Regions from separate parts of the Gossypium arboreum genome. Here regions 1, 2 and 3 are each linked to region 4. The links are chromatin contacts, called in public Hi-C maps. All regions are on one chromosome and are shown on one strand. Each heading gives the region's core, a stretch centred on a gene start, on an enhancer-like site or on the middle of the called end of the contact. The rest is flanking DNA. Distances are from core to core; before and after follow the strand shown. Region 1 holds the start of LOC108480171 (squamosa promoter-binding-like protein 6). Region 2 holds the start of LOC108470434 (protein ENHANCER OF LHP1 1). Region 3 holds the start of LOC108474246. Region 4 holds the start of LOC108483647 (rhamnogalacturonan I rhamnosyltransferase 1-like).

What was found. Hi-C and Micro-C count contacts between places; a contact is called where the count stands out from the background.
Region 1: a Hi-C map of leaf shows a contact between it and region 4, with 1.8 times the contacts expected there. The contact joins the promoter of LOC108480171 here to the promoter of LOC108483647 in region 4. A contact is called at or near these places in 2 of 5 Hi-C or Micro-C datasets (both in leaf).
Region 2: a contact with region 4 is called in a Hi-C map of leaf, with 2.6 times the contacts expected there. The contact joins the promoter of LOC108470434 here to the promoter of LOC108483647 in region 4. A contact is called at or near these places in 2 of 5 Hi-C or Micro-C datasets (both in leaf).
Region 3: a Hi-C map of leaf shows a contact between it and region 4, with 2.6 times the contacts expected there. The contact joins the promoter of LOC108474246 here to the promoter of LOC108483647 in region 4. A contact is called at or near these places in 2 of 5 Hi-C or Micro-C datasets (both in leaf).

The regions. Positions count from the first base shown.
Region 1 is chr1:20,852,101-20,854,800 of ASM2569848v2, forward strand. LOC108480171 (squamosa promoter-binding-like protein 6) reads left to right here and starts at 1,326. Exons shown (of 5, transcript XM_017783069.2): 1 at 1,326-1,885; 2 at 2,186-2,700. The coding sequence starts at 2,442.
Region 2 is chr1:20,180,834-20,183,533 of ASM2569848v2, forward strand. It overlaps LOC108470434 (protein ENHANCER OF LHP1 1), which reads right to left and starts at 1,253. Exons shown (of 12, transcript XM_017771742.2): 1 at 628-1,253; 2 at 1-370. The coding sequence starts at 901.
Region 3 is chr1:20,072,388-20,075,087 of ASM2569848v2, forward strand. It overlaps LOC108474246, which reads right to left and starts at 1,376. Exons shown (of 1, transcript XM_017776192.2): 1 at 1-1,376. The coding sequence starts at 1,142.
Region 4 is chr1:20,515,844-20,518,543 of ASM2569848v2, forward strand. It overlaps LOC108483647 (rhamnogalacturonan I rhamnosyltransferase 1-like), which reads right to left and starts at 1,349. Exons shown (of 9, transcript XM_053027845.1): 1 at 1,237-1,349; 2 at 387-1,143. The coding sequence starts at 696.

The DNA of each region.
Region 1 (2,700 bases), core at 76-2,575, 340 kb after region 4:
TAAATCCTTTGACCAACGTTTTCCATCTTTGACCCTTACAACATCGATATGGCCGTTAACGGCGCTAACGTGACACTCAATGTCAACGACAATTGACTTTAATTGCCACGTCAACAAAAAATAAAAATTTTAATTTTTTAATAAATTAAAAGAAATATTTTTTTGGAATGGATTCAATTATTTTAAAGCTTATTTTTAAAATTAAAAATATTTTTTAAAAAATTATAAATATATAAAAACATTATTAAAATTTATAAAAATATTAAATAAAATTCAAAAGCTAAAAATTAAAATTAATAAAAGCCATTTAAAAGTTAAAGCTCATAATGAATATGGACATATTGTTATCCAACTCAATGCGAATCTAGACAACAATATGTCCTAATTCATTGTAGATGATTTTCTAAATTATATAAAGTTTAAAATATTAAAATTATTTTTCTTTAAAAATATTATATGTGTATAAATGTTTAATTCTATTGGCACCTTTTAAGATATATAAAAAATAAAAATATTTACTTTAATAAATAAACATACATATTAATTTTATTTTAAAAATTGAGTCTTATAGAATAAACTTTAACATGTGATTGAAGGGTTGCTAAATCCTGCAAAAGAAGAACAAAAGCACATATGTTAAATAATTCACAAAAATAACCAAAAGTTTTTAATAGTAAACACATTGACACCAACTTTTACAATCGTTGCACCTGAAATTAGGATGAACATAAAATAAGGAAATCAACAACATAAAAAGCTACAGATTCTACTTGAAATGTAATATCGTCCAAACATAAAAGAAGCCATGCTGGTGCAAGTGTAGTAGAGATTCCTTGCTTCCTAGGTAGGCAGCTATCGATTTAGGCTTCCTAAGCAGCAGGAAATCTCTGCTCCTCTAATGTCCGACATGACTAAAAATAAAAAATCTCAAACCTGCCAGGTTTTTAAAAATTTCAATTTTTTTAAAATAAATTACTTCAAAGTGAAGAAAACATGAAAGTTGTGGGAAGAAAAAAAAAAGGCAATTGACAACAAGAAGTTAATTGTTTGAAAAAAAAATCTATTTGCTACAAGAGTTATTAAATTTGTTTTAAGATAGTTTTGCTTAAAGAAAGAAAATTAATATTACAATGTGTCGAAAACTAGCCATTAGTTATTTGGTAAAACTAATTTATTATTATATATATATATATATAAGTTATAAATGTTTTAAAAAAATCAGTAAAAAGAAAATAATTTATGTAAAAAAATAATAAAATGTAAATGACATTAATTGTAAATGTTTTATTTATAAGGTGAATGAGTGGGACGGTATTTATGGAGTGGATGGCGGCTAATGTTAATTGCGCACTCATTCTCAAATCGTTATGCAGTTAGTCGTCATGACGATTTAGTAAAACCCACATCGCCAAATATTTTAAATTGATATGTCGATTGTTGATATATTTCATAGTTTTGTTAGTTTCAAACACGATAAATGTATCATTCAACCCCAAATCATCAACCGGCATGTTGATCTCGGCTTTCATTTCATGCATCTCTAGTCTTATTTTGACAAAAAAATTCATATTATTTCGGAAATTTTTTTTTTATATTTTCCGGGAAAAAAACCATTTCCAACGCATGCTATACAAATGGTTGAAATTTGGATTTTTTTTTTTTGTTTTTTAATTTAGAAAGCTTTGAGAGTAGTTTTTTCAGAGAGAAAAAAAACAAGATATTTTGTGGTCTCTGAAAATAACACCACCCATAGCTCTCTCTGTCGCTTCTTCCATGGAGTATGGGACATCAGCATATCGTTTTCACTGAGTTTATTGTGTTGTGTGTGTGTCTCTCTCTCTCCATGTCAAACCATTTTATTGTACCATTGCTTCACTCTTTTCTGGTAAGTACACACTTCTTTATCTCTCTTTTTCTTCCTTTCCCTTTTTTCTCCTTTCTCTCTCATAATCATTGAGAAACTTTTTACTCTTAATCATTGAGCTTTTTCTTCTTCGAGTGTTCTTTTTTTAAGTTATTTTCATTAACTGATACTTTTTTTTAACTCTTACATTTAGCATTACTTCTTTTGTTCTCTCAGCTTTTTATTGATTGAATCCAAGTTGGGTTATTAAGTAATTGCTAGAGCTGTTTATTGTTTTGGGTTTTTGATTTTCTGCACTGGTTTTTTTGTTTGTTCGTGAAGTGCATTTGGCTGTGAAAAGACTTGAACTTCCCATAAATTCGGTGCTTCAAAGAAGAGAATTTGTTGGGTTTCTCTGCTTGTCTTAATCTGGATAAGGTTTAAGGGGCCCCTAAAGAGTTACTTTTGAGACTCAGCTGAATTTTTGGAGATCTGCATGTTATAGTGAAAAGGATTAAGGAAGATAGGTCGTTTTGTGTTTAATTTTTCCTTGAATTGAACTTTGTTTTATTTGTATTTGGTGATTTCATTGCATGTAATGGAGTCCTGGAGTTATGTTTCTGGGGAGAATGGATCTGAATCTGATGCAGCAAATTCAGCTTCTGATTCTTTTGTAAGAAACAGAAATGCCTTTATGAATTTGGAGTTAAAAGGTCCATATAGTTTTAGTAACAATATGATAGTCTCTGGACAACAAACAATTGAAAGCCATGGTTTTGGAGAGTTGGGGTATGGAGAATTGATAGGGAAACAGTTAACTAATGGTTCAATTGGGGATGTTTTAAGTAGCAAAGTTA
Region 2 (2,700 bases), core at 3-2,502, 340 kb before region 4:
TTCATACCCGGGACTGCTAAAGTCTCCCCATCAGGACTCCAGCTAAGTACATTTAAAACAGAAGTATCCGAGCCAGTATCAGGAGCTACACCATTGAGGGTATATAATGTTCTTCCGGATTGAAGTTCCCAATATATGACAGTCCCAATTGAATCAATTGATGCCAAGTATTCACCATTAGGATCGAAAGCTAAACCTGTGACAGGCCCTCTATGCCCTTTAAGAACCCTAGCAATTGAGCCATCAATTGTATTAATAAGTTTAATGCCCTCATCATCACCAGCAGCTGCCAGCATACTCCCTGACTTATTAAAAGAAAGTGCACGAATAGGCAGCGTGAACCTGGTAATATTAGTCTCAAATTCCCCACCTAAAAAAAAGAACCATTAGACCTTGCTCTTCATGTTTTCATTAAACTGCAGCAAGAGAAGTAGAAACGGGAAAGAATAAAGAGCGTTACATTAAATTGCAGTATTTCAAGTTTCTCACATGTTATCAACGAAAATTTACAGATCAAATCGAATATTTCGTAATTCTAACAAATACCCAGATAAGAGAGAGAGAGAGAGAGAGAGAGAACCAAAAATATGCTGAACGTCACAAAATTAAACAAAAAAAAAAGACTACCTGGGAATTTATAGAGCTTAACAGAATGATCAATAGATCCGGAAGCAAGACAAGTAGAATTGGGACTAACTGCCAAGGCAGTGACCCCATCTCGGTGGTGGCGAAGAACCCGAGGCGGACTCGAATGAAGAAGCGGATCGTGAATAGAGATAGAGGGTTGCGATGATGACGCAGTGACCAAGTGGTGGGCTTGGAGATCCCACAAGATGGAGCAGAAAGAAGCATTGGAACTTACCTCATGGGCTTCCCTTAGCTTCACTGATTTGATTTTCATGGCGTAGGCTTTGGGGCGGCGCTGGAAATGGAGAGATATTTGGTGTGTGTTTTAAGTCTTTTGCCTTGCTTTAGGTGGGTGCTTTAGTTTACGGTGAACTCAAGTGGGTATGGTTTTTGGCGGGAAATGAGGCCATGAATTTTGGGTTTCGCGGGTAGGAAAGGAAACTTGGAGGGAAATAATTCAATTAAAAGGAAACGATTTGCTTTCCGTTCAGGCATCGGCCTGCCAGACTGTCGTATGGTTCCATGGCTCATGGACCTCACTTTGCATTGGATTCTAGCAAATATGACACCCTTGTCCCAACACGGAATCTTTCATCCCGTTGGCAATTGACTGTTTGTTAGTTGTTGTGGTTGATTTGATTATTTAATTCTATTAATAGTTTATTTAAAAGTATTTCATAAAACTTAATTAATAATTGAAAATTAATGTATAAAATTATAAATAAGAGCATCTGACATTTTATTATTAAATATTTATTTGTTTATAATATTTTAGTATTTATTAAGTGAAATTATTAAAATAAAATATTATTATTAAGGAATTAAAATATCTATTATGGAAATTAATTTGTGAATATTTTTACATTTACTTGAGACTTTAGAGGTGAAAGTGAAAATGAGAGAATGAATACTACTAATATTTTGGCACCCCTATTAGATTTGATAGCATGTGGCAAATTGAGTAATTTTTGAGCAAGCATAATTAGATATGTCATTTTACATATTGCATACCCAATCAGTTGTGAAAAAAGTTATCCATTCCAGCGTTTTTTATTTTGCAAGTTTTAGCTCAACAAGCTCTTATAATCATCTATTTACCAAACACTACAATTAAAGGGTTTAACTACTTAATCCTTCATTTGTACCTAAATCAACTAAAAAATGTCCAAAACTCTATTTACCAAACACCCTCTTTATCCTTAACTTGTGTCCTTTTCGAATCGAATCAAATTTATATTTACATAGAGAGAATTAAGTTTAATTTGATTCAAAAGTATTTGTTAACGAGTAACTGAAACTTGCTTAGAATAATTTATGTTATCTTTTTCTCTAAAAATTAAGAATTATGCTTTTTTTATTTTTTAACCTTTCATGAATTTACATATTTTCTGTTTTATTAAAATTTTAAAATAATTAATTTAACATACTTTTAATATTTACATTAACATAATAAATTTAATCTTTATGTAATATATATAAATACAAAAAAAGTAATGTAATATCACATTAGAGAATAGATTAGGTTCGGGCATTAAACGATGCTACCAAAATGTAGACTAATTTTTAGAGGCATAATGATAAATCTAATTCTTGAAGTTTACAATTTTTGTCAAGTTACCCCCTTTTCTTAAAGTTAAATATAGCACTCCACTTTTTACAAAGAGTTCAATTTGACCATCAACTTCTTAAAAAGAGTCAAATTGTTGTTGTTTAATGACAATAGTGACTAAACCATTAAAATTTTAAACCTGACAGCCTGCATATCAACCCATGTGCGTACTTCATGCTTTTTTATATTTTTATATTTTTAATTTATTTTTATTTTGAATTATTGTATAATTTTTAAATTATTTATTGACATGACATATAATATGTAACACTCCTAACTCGGTTCGATTGCTGAACCTGAGCTACAGGATGCCACAACAACTAATAGAACATATAACATTCATACGCTTAAAATTTAAAGATAATATGTAAACATTTCATTCAATCATGTTTCATAGCATTCATAGTTAAACCAAGTCTCAAATGGACTTACGAAAGCCCTTCAACCAACCCAAGAACGCGTAA
Region 3 (2,700 bases), core at 126-2,625, 440 kb before region 4:
ATAAATGCATTCTCATTCTCAGCAAACTGTCCGAAAAGCATCTCATATTCAGCAGTATCAATATAGTCATCACGATCAGCAAAAAATGGGTCAGTGTTCTCACCCATTTCGGGGGTTGTTTCCAAATTATTAGCATTCAACAGAACCTCCCACTCCAAAGTCTCCAACCCAGCTGCCCTCTCGAAACTAACCGCATCTTCAGGTGCTATCATAGGGGAAATGGAAAGTGAAACCGAATTCACATCATCATCACCATCAACAAACACGCTTAAAACATCCCTCTCATCAACCCTACCATCCACTTCCTCCCACTCAAAATCTTCAATGGTCTCCCGACGATCCTCCAACTGAAGCGAATCCCAGAAAAGTGGAATACTAACACTCACATCATCATCAGCACCAACATCATAACAATCGTTAACATGATCATCAATACCATAATCATCCCCAGAATTCAAATCAATTGCGAGCGTCCGGTTATCATTCTCATTCTCATCATCATCCTCCGAATCTGATCTAAACCCAACAATCCGCATGCTATCCCCAAACCTCTCAACGCCACTAAAATTAGAAGCGGCCTCACTAGCACTCAACCCTGAAACCCTCCTTTCCACAAAGAAATGGTCGTCCTCATATTCACCGCCACCAATATCAATCTCAACATCACTCGAATGAGTATCCATGGAATCAAACCCTAACGCCAACCCTAAATCCAGCTCATGATTTCCCTCAATAACACCGAAACCGGATTCGCTCAAAGCATCGGAAACCAAATCAGCGGCATCATTATTGCTAGTATTATTACCATTTCCGTTACCAGAATTGGAATTGTTATTGGGGGTAGTACCGGAACTAACCTGAGATTGTTCGACGCGTTGGTGGAAGAGATCGATGACGAAGTTGACTTGGTTCTCGCGGCGGTCAAAGAGATCGGGGCCGTTGACAATGAGGGAATCGGGGAGCGAAACGTCGTCGTCTGGGCGAGGGAGATCGGCGTCGGGGGAAGAGAAGAAGTGGAAATCACGAGACCAATAAGGGAGGGAATCAAGGGTGAGGGTTTGTTCGTGCTGGTGGTGATGATGGTTGTCCCGAACGAGTTCGTCTTCTGGGTCGTGAAGGTGAAGGAAAGTCACCGACGCCATGATTTTTTTTATTTTTTATTTTGTAAGTGAAGAGAACCAGAAAAATAAAATTAAACAAAAGGATTGAACTTAATATCTTACGTTTTCGGCATCATTCTAATGGCGAGAGAGGTAACGCTAAACGGGAGTTGTTCTAGGTAAGGAAATTACATTATTGTCCTATAATCTATGCTTTTTACACAAACTTTTCATTAAGTCCGCTGTTACGGATCAAATGCCACGAATTTATTTCTAAAACACGGCTTTAAATAGTTTTCCCTTTTTTTTTAAAAAAGATTATGGGAAAGGAAATGAAGAAGAGTACAACACTATGTTTGGTTGGAAGGAATAACAATGTATTACAGCCTAATTCAGGGGGTCTATATCAAATTATTATTTGGTTGATTGTAATAAATTATTATAATTCTATTCCATATGACTTTATTCAATGTGAAAATCTAGAATACCATTCGATATTCTTCTCATCGAATGGTGATTCAGGGAACGGTTGAAATAACAAATTAACCAACATTTTAATTTTACCCTCACCATCCTCTCTTCTTTCCCACCTTTGAATTTCTTTTCTTTTCTTTTTTTCCCATGCTTCTTCCCTCCTCCACGGTAATTATCAATAAATTTCTAACTTCATCTCTTTTTCCCTTAATTTAAACCCTTTCATTTAATTTTATTTCCTCTCAACCCTTTTTGTACTGTCGAGACCTTTTGTTTTTGAAATTGTCTTTTATTTGAAGAAAACGAAAATGGAGTCGCCATCAATCTTTTTTATAAGATGTGATCAGGTCACCTAGAAATATGATTATTTTAATAAAAGTTTAGATTTACTAAAACTATGATTTTTGGTCTACAAAATCCAGGAGGAGTCGGTTACGCATAAGGAAGAATTAACACCCTCGTAACACCCAAAATTGGTACCTAGTTGACTAATTGATCTCTTATTGTCGAGAATTGAAAATTTGAAAATAATTTAAAACACGATCCCTTTTTGATACATTACTTAACTAAATTAATTTTTACAAAAAGGGGCTTATTTCAAGTTAATCGAGAAGAAAGGATCATGTCCCGTAAGTTAGGACACAATGCCTTAGATCCTCGAGAATAAGAATGAACGCCATTTGATCATCACTTAAATCTTGTTTATTTTTATTTATTTTAGAGTAAATGTTCGGCTATCTTGGTTTTAGAAAGAAGTCATATTCCGTAAGTTAAAAACACGACTTTTCTAATTCCAAAATAATGAATATCACCTCGATTTTTAAAAATTCTTTTTTGTGCCTTGTGCAAAGACGAATTTAATACTTAAAATAATGTATATTTAGCTTATGCAGGCATAGTATATAAACGGGTAAATATATTTGAACATGGTTCGTGACATAATTGTAGCCATAATAAAATTAAATGGAAGTATAAAAAAATAAAATGATGGTATACTGAAAAAAATATCGTGCTAGTAAATGACAATGCAACATCAATTTGTAGTAATAATGGCATGATAATCATACGCATAATAAAATATAATAATAATAATAATAATAATAATAATAATAACATGAACAATAAT
Region 4 (2,700 bases), core at 99-2,598:
TTTGAAATTTTCAAGAGATAAACGATCTCAAATTTCAAACAAACATATGCCACAACAAGAAAAGGATAGAATTCCACAAAACGAAGACATAAGATACGAACATTGGAACCAGTAAATTGATACAAGTTCAATCCGTATGACTATATAAAAGGAAAGCTTCAATGAAAGCGCATAGAAATCTCCAAGAAATCTATCATTGTGTACATTGATTTTCTTCTCCTCAAATAGGAATGCAGATAAGGATAAAAAGGATAAACCCATTCCTTCTTTTCCATTAAAGACAAGCTCAAAATTTTTCTCCGATTTAACCCCAAAAAAGGCCTAATAAAGAATAACTACATCAAAATCAACAGAAATTTGAGTAAAAAAAAGGTGGAAAATCTTACTTTTGGGAGGAAGAACACGGGCAGGAACGGAGGGAACCTTATCTTCAACAACGGAAACGGAAGAATCCTGGTGAGAAAAACAGGAAGGCCAACCTTTAAGGAGATGCGGACCCCAAGTATCCCCCAAGGCCGTTAATTGTACGATGCAAGTCCAAAGCATCACCGATGTGGTGGCGCGTATCATCCACAGCTTCGTTCTCGAGCTCTTCAACTTCTCAACTCTCTCCCCTCCGCCGCCTCCTCCCCCTTTCGTTGCCCCCATTCTTATCCCTCTCATTTTCCCTTTCCCCTTCCCTTCAATACTGCACATTTCCAGCAATAACCCCGATTTCCACCCTCCTCATCTCCCCCCCGATACGCCACCGTCTTCTTCCTGTCAAATTCAATCAATGTAGGTCGATTTTCAGAAAATCTGCATCTAATTTAACAAAAACCTTCTCCTTTCTTTTCTTTCTATTTTCCGACAAATTTCGAGATCCGTTAACTTCCAAAACAACATCAACAACAACAAAATAATTCAAAATCAATCAAAGAGATCCAATTTTTTTCATCCTCTTGCCAAATGAAACTCTTAACAACTCAACCAATTCCAATCGAATATTAAACAGTATTTTCCCGAAACAAAAAACAAAAAACAAAAAAAATCCTTCTCTTCCTCGGCGATCTAATCACTTTTCCGTCGAAAATTGTCCTGGAATGGCCGTTGAAACTCCTGCCTCTCTTCAAGTATAAGCGAATCGAGAAAATATAGAGAAATCTGAATAGAGAAGGAAGAAAAAAATTAGAAATGAGAATATAGTACAGACTACAATGCGATCGAGAGAGAGAAAAAACGGGATGTGAGCCGTACACCGTTGGGCTTGGGTACACTTTTTTAACCATAGTTTTCTTGAATCTAAAAGGATTTGTTGACTAGTGTTAGCTGTCGACCACAGTCCATGGTTAACTCCTTTTTTACCAATAAATACCTGCCACCTCAGTTTATGTCTGAATGGGCCCAACATTTACCCTACGTGGCTGCTTTCAACTGGGTTTTATAAAACTACAGGTGTCCACGTCCCAGGAATGGGAGTTCATCCGTCGCCGTTAGATTTGTAATGGGCATTAAATCAGCTGCCGATACGCCGACAATATATCGCGAGAATTTCTGTAGGTGCGAATATACCGCGACAATTATCCTTAATTTGTTCAAAGATTTCTTTAAAAAAGTAATTCATTTAATTAATATTTTCAGCATTTAATTCTTTTCCATGAAACAAAATAATAAGAAATTTTGTTTGTAATTAACAGAAAAGAAAAGTAATTATTTTGACGCTATGTATTAATATTTCAATTAATAAAACTCGAATTATCCTTTTCAAAATAATCAAACACCAACTATTATTTATTTAGTAAAGATAATATTACCAATGAGAGTGTAATCATGTATAAAACATATGACTGTCTTTTCTTACATTTTATTTTTATTTAGATACATCCGCACATAATTTTAAAGTCTCATCAATGATACTATTATCTATTAATAAAATAGGTATTTGTAAAAGTTTTTTGGGTATATTTTTATATTTTTAATTCTTTATTTCATTAAATAAAAGTTTATGTTATTTTTTAATATTTTATTTGTTAATTATTAAAATAAAATATTTGAAATAATATTTTTATTAGATTTTATTTTAAATCATCAAGATCAATATTAAAGGCTTGTTTAGTAGTGCTTAAAAAATATTTTGACTCTAAAAATACTTTTAGAAGAAAAATTGTACTAAACAAACTGCTTTTGACTGAAATTTTTTACTTTTCAAAAATACTATTGAAAAGCACTCCCAAAAGTACTTTTGAAACTTAATTACTTTTTCACCCTCTAATAACATAGTACTTTCATTTCTTCTTTTTTCTTGATACTTAATTACAAATGTGTTAAAATCATTAATTAAATATAACAAATCTAAAATAATACAAATGTGTTAATATCTAATTACAAATATTTAATGGTTATATTTAAATATTTAAAATATAGTTTATATATTCTAATTAAATTTTATAAATAATTAAATTTATTGCTTAAAATATTTAAAATTTATATTTCATATATTAAAATATTAACAACAAGTTATAATAACTTTTTTATATTCTTACTAAATATAATAATATTAACTAATTTAAATATTATTTAAATGCATATTTGTTTATTGATAATAACATGTCTAAAATGAACATTTTATTTCTCAAAATTATTTTTTGACAGCAATGCTGAATACTCAAATCTTAAACCAAACTTTTCAAAAATACTTCTCAAAAGCACTTTTCTATTGTA